Linked DNA regions of Sus scrofa: region 2 is linked to region 1. The links are chromatin contacts, called in public Hi-C maps. All regions are on one chromosome and are shown on one strand. The core of a region is the stretch at or near the end of the contact, and the rest is flanking DNA. Distances in the headings are between cores, read along the strand shown. Region 1 has its middle 58 kb from the start of GEM. Region 2 has its middle 130 kb from the start of PDP1.

Region 1 (4,237 bases), core at 1,450-3,949:
ATTATCATCCTCCTTCTAAGGAGAAAGACAAGCTCCAATCTGGGGGTCTCTGTCAGCCAATGGCACCTATGATGAGGGCATCAGGGCTGAGACAGTCAGTAGGATTTATGCCAGATATAATCAAGTCTCTCACCACCGTTCTTAAATTGGGCTTTTATACCTAGGAGTTTATTACAGGAAAGGTATAATATTCATGACCTATGGATAAGACTAAAACCAAATTTACTGAACAATTAGCTAAAGCATACCCAAATATTTAGATATATCCTATATTGTTATGGCTATAAATAAGACTCTAAACAAGTAATTTTTTTTTTTTTTTTGGCTTTTTGCCATTTCTTGGGCCGCTCCCACGGCATATGGAGATTCCCAGGCTAGGGGTCGAATTGGAGCTGTAGCGGCCGGCCTACACCAGAGCCACAGCAACTCGGGATCCGAGCCGCGCCTGCAATCTACACCACAGCTCATGGCAACGCCGGATCCTTAACCCACTGAGCGAGGCCAGGGATCGAACCCGCAACCTCCTGGTTCCTAGTCGGATTCGTTAACTACTGAGCCACGATGGGAACTCCAGCAAGTAATTTTTTTAATTAAGTTTTTTATGGCTACACCTGTGGTATATGGAAGTCCCCAGGCTAGGGGGTCAAATCAGAGCCGTAGCTGCCCGCCTACGGCACAGCCACAGCAACATGGGAGCCATGTAAAAGAGTGATAACAATGTCTATCTTACAGAATTCCTGAGAACACTGAATGAGATCACATATATAAAAAAGCCTGGGAGTTCCTGTTGTGGCTCAGCTTTGATTCGACCCCCTAGCCTGGGAATTTCCATATGCTATGGGTTCGGCCATAAAAAAATTTTTAAAGAAAGCCTAGCCCAGAATGGGTATTCAATTAATATTCATTGATCAGATTGGAGATAGTAATTCTGTTTCTACCAATTGTTCCCTCTCCTATGGATTAAGCTAATTTTTGCATAGTTGGGGCTATCTTGTTCTTTCTTACAAAAAGAAAAATCTCTCTTAAGTTACTAAGAGTTTTATAAACAATTTAAGAAGTGAGACAATTTCTGCTAAAATTTGGATAATTTGGTGTCCCTTGTTCCTGGCACACCAACATACACAATAAAAAAATTAAATTAAAAAAGAATTTCCCCTTTGTCCCTGACTTCTTGTCCTGCGCCACCTCCCAAAAGCTCCCTATTCCATTCATGCTGTTTCCCGAGACCTTATTTATTGGTTTGATTAAATAAAGGTAGGTTCAGAAAGCACAATACTGCCAACAAAGTTTAAATTCTGAAAAGTATAGATCATTTCCTCCCTTGTGACTAGAATTAAGAGAATTTAAATTCTTTGTGTGTATGTCTTTTTAGGGCCACATCCGCAGCATATAGAGATTCCCAGGCTAGGGGTCAATCAGAGCTACAGCTGCTGGCCTACGCCATAGCCACAGCAACACTGGATCTGAGCCACATCTGCGACCTACACCACAGCTCACAGCAACACCAGATCTTTAAACCACTGAGCCAGGCCAGGGATTGAACCCATGTCCTCGGGTTCATTAAATGCTGAGCCATGATGGGAACTCCAAGAGAATATTTTTTAAACCTCTTTCTTTAAACAAGTGAAGTAACTATTTAAACCATTATGTGACATTGATGTAATTATAGGAGTTGGGGTGGGAGGCTGGAGATTCATGCATCTCAGAAAGTACACAAGATGTAGCTATAGATTCTCATACAAAGTGAAGTCAGAAAGAGAAAGACAAATACCATATGATATCATATGTAGAATCTAAAATATGACACAAATGAACCTGTCTACAGAACAGAAACAGACTCACAGACATGGAAAACAGACTGGTAGTAGCCAAGGGGGAGAGGGAGGGAGTGGGATTGAAGGAGAGTTTGGGATTAGTAGATGCAAAGTATTACATTTAGAATGGATAACAAACAAGGTCCTACTGTATAGCACAGGGAAATATGTCCTGGGACAGATCATGATGGGAAAGATATTAAAAGTATATATATATATACATATATATATATATATATGTATATATATATATGACTGAGTCACTTTGCTATATAACAGAAACTGGCATGACATTGTAAATTTTTTTTAAATTTTACCCCAAGTTGATCCATTGGGGTACTGGGGGGGAAAAAATAGAATTTCAATTCAATTAGCACAAAAGCAAATGTACATAGAATAGAAATAAATTCTATATATTGGAAGGCAAACCCCAAAACTGTGATGGAATTACAATTTTCATAATAAAAAATGTTTGGAGATCATTGACTTAAATTGTGTATTTATTGTCATAAGTTTCCCATTATTCTTAAATCCAAAACTTACCATGACATTTCAACTTCATTACTTTGGGTCTGTAATCAGAATTACTCACATAAAAGCTACATACACAGTTTTAGCAGGTCTGTTAACTTTATTACACTTATGGAGAGGATAGAAGTGGAAGGGAAGGGACTAGAGGATTAAAATTGTTTAAATCTCCAGAAAATAACTTCATCATCTCATGTCTGCTAACATTTCTATGACTAGCACCCCAATATTAGCCAAAGTAGATGAAAACTTGTGAAAACATGAGTTTTGTCAGCCAATGTAGAACTATACACAAACACTAAGTCCAACCTGAGTCTACAGAGACCAGCTTTCTCCCAGGGTAACAAAAGGCTCTGCTCTCTTTGCCTGCTGGCTCCTCCTGGACGCTGACCTGTGCATGGTCATTGACTCTTGGCTCCTAGAGTTTGTTTGTAATTATCTGTTCTGCTGCCCTTTGCTTGTCCAGTTTTTAAAAAAATAAAGTATATTACCTAAAGAGACAAAAGACCTATACTCTGAAAACTATAAGATGTGATGAAAGAAATCAAAGACAACACAAACATTTGGAAAGATATACGATGCTCTTGGATTGGAATAATCAATATTGTCAAAATGACTATACTGCCCCAGGAAATCTACAGATTCAATGCAATCTCTAACAAATTAAAAAGGACATTCTTCGTAGAACTAGAACAGAATATTTTAAAATTTATACAGAAATGCAAGAGACCCTGACTAGCCAAAGCAATATTGAAAAAGAAAAATGAAAATGGGAGAATCAAGCTTTCTGACTTTAGACAACACTAAAAATTTATGGTCATCAAAACAATATGGTACCGGCACAAAAACAGAAATATAGATCAATGGAACAGGATAGAAAGCCCAGAAATAAACCTAAGCACCATGGTCAACTAATCTATAACAAATGAGGCAAGTACATACAGTGGAAGAAAGACAGTCTCTTCAATAAATGGTGCTGGGAAAACTGGACAGCTACATGTAAAAGAATAAAAGAATGCAAATGAAAACTACAATGAGGTGCCACCTCACACCAGTCAGAACAGCCATCATTAGTAAGTCTACAAATAGCAAATGCTGAAGAGGGTGTGGAGAAAAAGGTACCCCTCTTACACTGTTGGTGGGAATGTAAATTGGTACAACCACTGTGGAAAACAGTATGGAGGTACCTCAGAAAACTAAATATAGAACTACCATATGATCCAGCAATCTCACTCCTGGGCATATATCTGGACAAAACTTTCATTGAAAAAGATACAAGCACCCCTATGTTCATTATGCACTATTCACAATAGCCAAGACATGGAAACAACCCAAATGTCCATCAACAGATGAATGAATTAAGATGTGGTACATATATACAGTGGAATATTACTCAGCCATAAAAAGACAAACTGATGCCATTTGCAGCAACATGGATGAAACTAGTACTAGTACTTACTTCATACTAAGTGAAGTAATCCAGAAAGAAAAAGACAATTACTATATAATTTATTTGTGGGATCTAAAATATGGAATAGATGATCCTATCTAAAACAAAAACAGAAACAGATCATGGCCAAGCAGAGCAGACTTGGGGTTCCCATGAGAGAAGAGGGAGTGAGTGGGATGGATGGGAATTTGGGGGGTTTTTTGGATGCAACTGTTATATTTGGAATGGATGCACAATGGGCCATACTGTACAGCACAAGGAACTGTGTGTGATTGGGTCACTTTGTTATACAACAGAACTTGAAGAAACATTGTAAGTCAACTATACTTTAATAAAAAAATTTTTTAAATTTAAGTATAGTTGACATATTACATTAGTTTTAGGTATACAGCACAGTGATTCAGTATTTTCACAGATTTTATTCCATTAAAAGTTTAAAAATTAT
Region 2 (4,519 bases), core at 110-2,609, 250 kb before region 1:
GATGACCTGTCTTTGGCCAAGGCCAATAGCACATTGTGTTGCAGAGCCTGTTGGCTTTCCCATCCTGGCTTTTCAAAAGCAATTCAAATAAAGATGAACCAGGTGCCAGGTCCATTGATCTGCGTCTGTTAGAATTGAGGTGGATGCCAGCCATGTCCCCATTTGGCACCACTCTTCCAGGCTGTGCCAGGAAGGCGCAGGAGAATGTCTACCAGGTGTGTGATGGAAAGCTGGCTGTCTGGCTTGCACTCGCTTTGTTTATCTGGGTCTCTGCACAGTGGCACTGCCTCCATCCACCACAGAATGGCTCTGCTCAGCTTGTTCGATTTTGGCATTTTAACTTGTTTTTCATTTCTGTGAGCAAGAGAAGGTTATTTGTTTAATAATCAGAGGTCGATGGGTTATTCCAGAACATTCTGTTAGCATTACAGGATCACTCCTTGACTTTTAGAAATAAAGAAAACAGACATTCAGGGAATGGTGAAGACTTAGCTTAGGAACTGCAGTGAAATGAAAGAGGCTTACTAGCATTTGGGGAGGGACCCTCTAAACCTCCTTGGAAACTTGACTGGCTTTATGGGACTCAGGGCTGTTACAGCAGAGCTGTTTCTTTACCTAGCTGCTGAAAAATATACAGAAAAAAATACTTACTAATCATCTAGCATTGAGCCCAGCCCTCAATTCCAGCCCAGGTCTGGAATCTCAGCATGAGGGGCTCCCAACGATGGTGGGACAGATGTTGACCCGTGGTTACCTCCAAGGAACCTCCAAAGACCCTACTTGCCCAAGACATGATGAGAGCAGAGCAAAAGCCAAGCACCTTTGTAAGGAGGGCATGGGGAGGTCAGAAAAAAACCCTCAGAAGTCTCTCTGATCCTCACCTCTTCACGAAGGCCTTGTGTAAGCCTTTCACTTCGAAGAGAATTTCTTTACAACGCTTTATGATTTAAAGTCTCCTTTCTCTACTGTCATTGCGGCTATGTGTCCTCACTAGAGAAGGAGGTTTCTAACTGGGCTCCTGGCTTAGTAGTAATAAACATTTATTGAGTTCTTACCAGGAGCTGGTCGTCGCCCTAAGTAAGCTCTATCCCATTCAATTTTAGAACAATCCCATGAGGCAGCTTTTATTCCCGTTCCCCCTTAGAGGTAAGATATCCAAGACCTGGAGGAATTAAGCAGATTGCCCAAAGTCCCACTGTTAGGGCAGGGGGGCTGAAAAATGGGCAATCTGATGGCAGAGACCTTGCTCCAAACCAGGAGTCAGCAAACTATGGCCATTGGGCCAAATCTGGCCCACTGCTTGTTTTAGTAAATAAAGTTTTACTTTATTGGAACATAGCCACTCCCATTTGTTTACTCTTGTCTATGGCTGTTCTCATGCTGCAGAGGCAGTGTTGGGTAGCTGTGACAGAGACTCTATGGGCCTAACATTTACTCTCTGACTCTTTTCAGAAAAAGTTCGCTGACCCCTGCTCTCCATCAGCCTCCCTTTCAATTAAACCAAAGTCTCCCAGAGGGCACAGACTACCTCATTCATCCTGGCTGTCCCCTTGGCCTCCAACCTGGGAGATCCCATTATTGATGGTTACACTTCACTGGACCTTAAAATGCTTGCTCAATTAAATGGATTTAATCTCTATTTAAACAATCCTAAACCTCCTCCTAAAAATGTAGAAATTCAGGCAAAAATCATATTTGCTGCAACCTTCATTAGGTGAGACAAATCCCAGAGGTCAAGACTGATGGCTCTAATGGCACAACAAGGACAGCCCTAAATTTAAGTGCGTGCTACACTTGTAGCAATCTCTTTTAAAAATGAGTTATTCTGTGAATAGCTCTGCAATAAACTGCCTGGAAGAAAAAAAAAAGACAATATATCTTTCAGCATTTTGGAAACTGGAAAGTACACATAAGCAAAACCTCAAGGAGACAAGAATAAATAAAAGCCTACGCTAAGTCCCTGGCGTCTTGCGGGCAGCCCAGGAAGGAAATAGAAGCAAAGGATGAGACATAAAGTGGGTGATTCTTTCCAGCAGTGGGAAGGGGATGTGGCCAGTAGGCACTTAGTCAGATCTGGAAAGGCTTGCCCATTGTGGGGGTGCCTCTGAACTAGGTGAGATCACACTCCCCAACCCTATTTAGTCTTTCTCTTGGGGTTTGCCCTATTTGGGCTCACAAGGACGGCAGTGGTGTAAGAAGAAGAAAACTGGGCTGTTATGGGAGATCTGGGGTCAAGTCCCAGCCTTTTCATGCCCTGGTGACTTCCTGGCCATGTCACCTGGCCCAGAACCTGATGCTAAGTCAATGAAGAAATGTTGAGCATAGCAAGAAATTCAAGCACTGGAGCCAGATGGCGCTGTGTTCAAATCCCAGCTCTGCCTTTACTTCCAATGTCTTCTGCAAGGCAGGAACTACGTTTTAGTCATCCTTGCATTCCTGCCGCCTAGTAAATAAGAGGTGCTCAACACTGAATGAATGAATCTCTTTAAACCTTGGAGTTACTGTGAACATTAAATGAGAAAATGAACGTCAAGCCCAAGCATTTAGCAAGTGCTCAAAAGTATTGTGAAGATGATGATGATGGGACTAATGAAACTGATGTACAATCAGCTTTTTTTGTGCCTCAATTTCCTTGACTATAAAATGGAATAAGAATAGTCATTTGACTGAATCACCTGCTTGTAAGAAATTAGGGACAGTATGAATACAAAAATCATTTTTTTTTCCTTCCACAGAAATTTTTACCTACCCTTCTTAGAGCACTTGCTATACTATATCACATTTACTTGTTTCCAATTGTTTTCTCACCCAGCACAGTGGCCAGAAAATAGTGGATACTTAATAAATGTATGCTAGGTTAATAGCTTTTGTAATACATAGAGAGTAGCATAAGCAGGAAAAATGACACTATAAAAATATAACTTTCAGTTTTCAATGTAGTGAACATTCAAGTAATGCTACAAAGAATCTTTACAAACAGAAAGCAAATGGCTTACAATTTATATGTTTTATACCAATGCATAAATGTATTAATATTCTCCTGCATTTGCCAGTTTCTGGGGTTTTCCCATCTACAGAGTCAGCATTTCAGATCAGTGTGCCTTTCAGATATTGGTTCATGTCTTTCCTGAAGTGGAAAATAATTTTTATTTTTTGTCTGGACTTTTTTTTGATATCATTTGAATCATTTCATCTATGTCAGTAACATTTCCAGATTTGGTTAATTTTTTTAAATTACTCAATGAGTTGTATTACATTTATAGTTGTACAATGATCATCACAACCCAATTTTACAGGATTTTCATCCCACAACCCCAGTGCATCCTCCCACCCCCCGAACTGTCTCCTTTGGAAACCGTAAGTCTGTGAGTCAGTATCTGTTCTGCAAAGAAGTCCATTGTGTTCTTTTTAAGATTCCGCATGTAGGTAATAGCATTTGATGTTGGTGTCTCATTGTCTGACTGACTTCACTTAGCATGATAATTTCTAGGTCCGTGTTGCTGCAAATTTCATGCATGATATTAGTGTACTGATCTTCCAGGTCATAAACAAAGGTGTTTCCTTCACAGGAACCTACTAAACACCTCAACACAGTTAAGACATTACCACCCATCACCATCACTCTCTCCTCTTCAACTAGTCATCAAATCCAATGATGTATTCTTAGTGAATCAATTTGATGAGTAAGCATTTCAAGGATCTGTATGGAACTCAAGATGCAGCTAACTTACTTTACTGCATAGTGAATTTTGCTAAAACAAAACAAAACAAAACAAAACAAAAAGGTCCTCCCATCTCCAGTAAAACTGGGTATTTTGAAGGAGTAAAATTCGTACTCATAGAAAGTGACAAATGTACTCAAGTATCGATCAGCTCTGAGGCAAGGAGTCCAAGGTACAGCTTCTTGCCTCATTGTTTAGGTCAATCATTGATTGGAAGATAGAAATCAGTTAGATCAGACCGAAATTCTTAAGCTTTTGATATGACATAAAACAAATGGCTCCTGTGCAGCAGCATGCAAATCCTGTTGCATTCTCTACAACACTACCCTGTTTACTGCCTCTGGAAAGCACAAATAGCCATTCTGTTGGGAGAACATGGCAACCACTCTAATTTTTAAGTTAGCTGTTGGCTATATTAGTGTATACTAGAAACAAATTAATAGTAATTAATTACTTACAATCCATCCTGTACCTGATTGCAACACTCTAATGTATCATTAACTCTTAGAATCTTCCAGAAACATTAGCTCTTGAGTAGAATAGCTAGGCACCTGGAGTGCTCAGCCCTCCGCAAATCCATTTTACCTGGAGGGTGGATGTTTATTCCCCTCAGTGTTTGTCTGTTTTAACGCAGAGTGTACTTCAATGACTTTAAAAATTCATCGGCCTTGTATTTTGTCATGCAGCCCAACCACAGTAATGGATTTATTTTGCACACTTTTAGTTGAGTTCTATCATTGTCATACAAGATATTATATCAACTGGGAGTCAGAAACTTAACTTGCTCTATCATTTGA

Evidence for each region. Hi-C and Micro-C count contacts between places; a contact is called where the count stands out from the background.
Region 2: a Hi-C map of liver shows a contact between it and region 1, with 1.6 times the contacts expected there. The contact joins two enhancer-like sites. A contact is called at or near these places in 5 of 47 Hi-C or Micro-C datasets (embryonic fibroblasts, heart right ventricle, liver and 1 more) and 1 of 2 datasets of contacts at active chromatin or transcription factors (skeletal muscle).

What each region holds. Positions count from the first base shown.
Region 1 is chr4:42,398,078-42,402,314 of Sscrofa11.1, reverse strand. No RefSeq gene overlaps it. Among named protein-coding and RNA genes, the nearest start is that of GEM, 58 kb to the left of the region's middle. Within about 2 kb of position 2,699, at least 1 of the 83 cell types and tissues checked has an H3K27ac peak or open chromatin away from gene starts, as enhancers often do. A contact at or near this core is called in liver, where this site is marked.
Region 2 is chr4:42,642,236-42,646,754 of Sscrofa11.1, reverse strand. No RefSeq gene overlaps it. Among named protein-coding and RNA genes, the nearest start is that of PDP1, 130 kb to the left of the region's middle. Within about 2 kb of position 1,359, at least 4 of the 83 cell types and tissues checked have an H3K27ac peak or open chromatin away from gene starts, as enhancers often do. A contact at or near this core is called in liver, where this site is marked.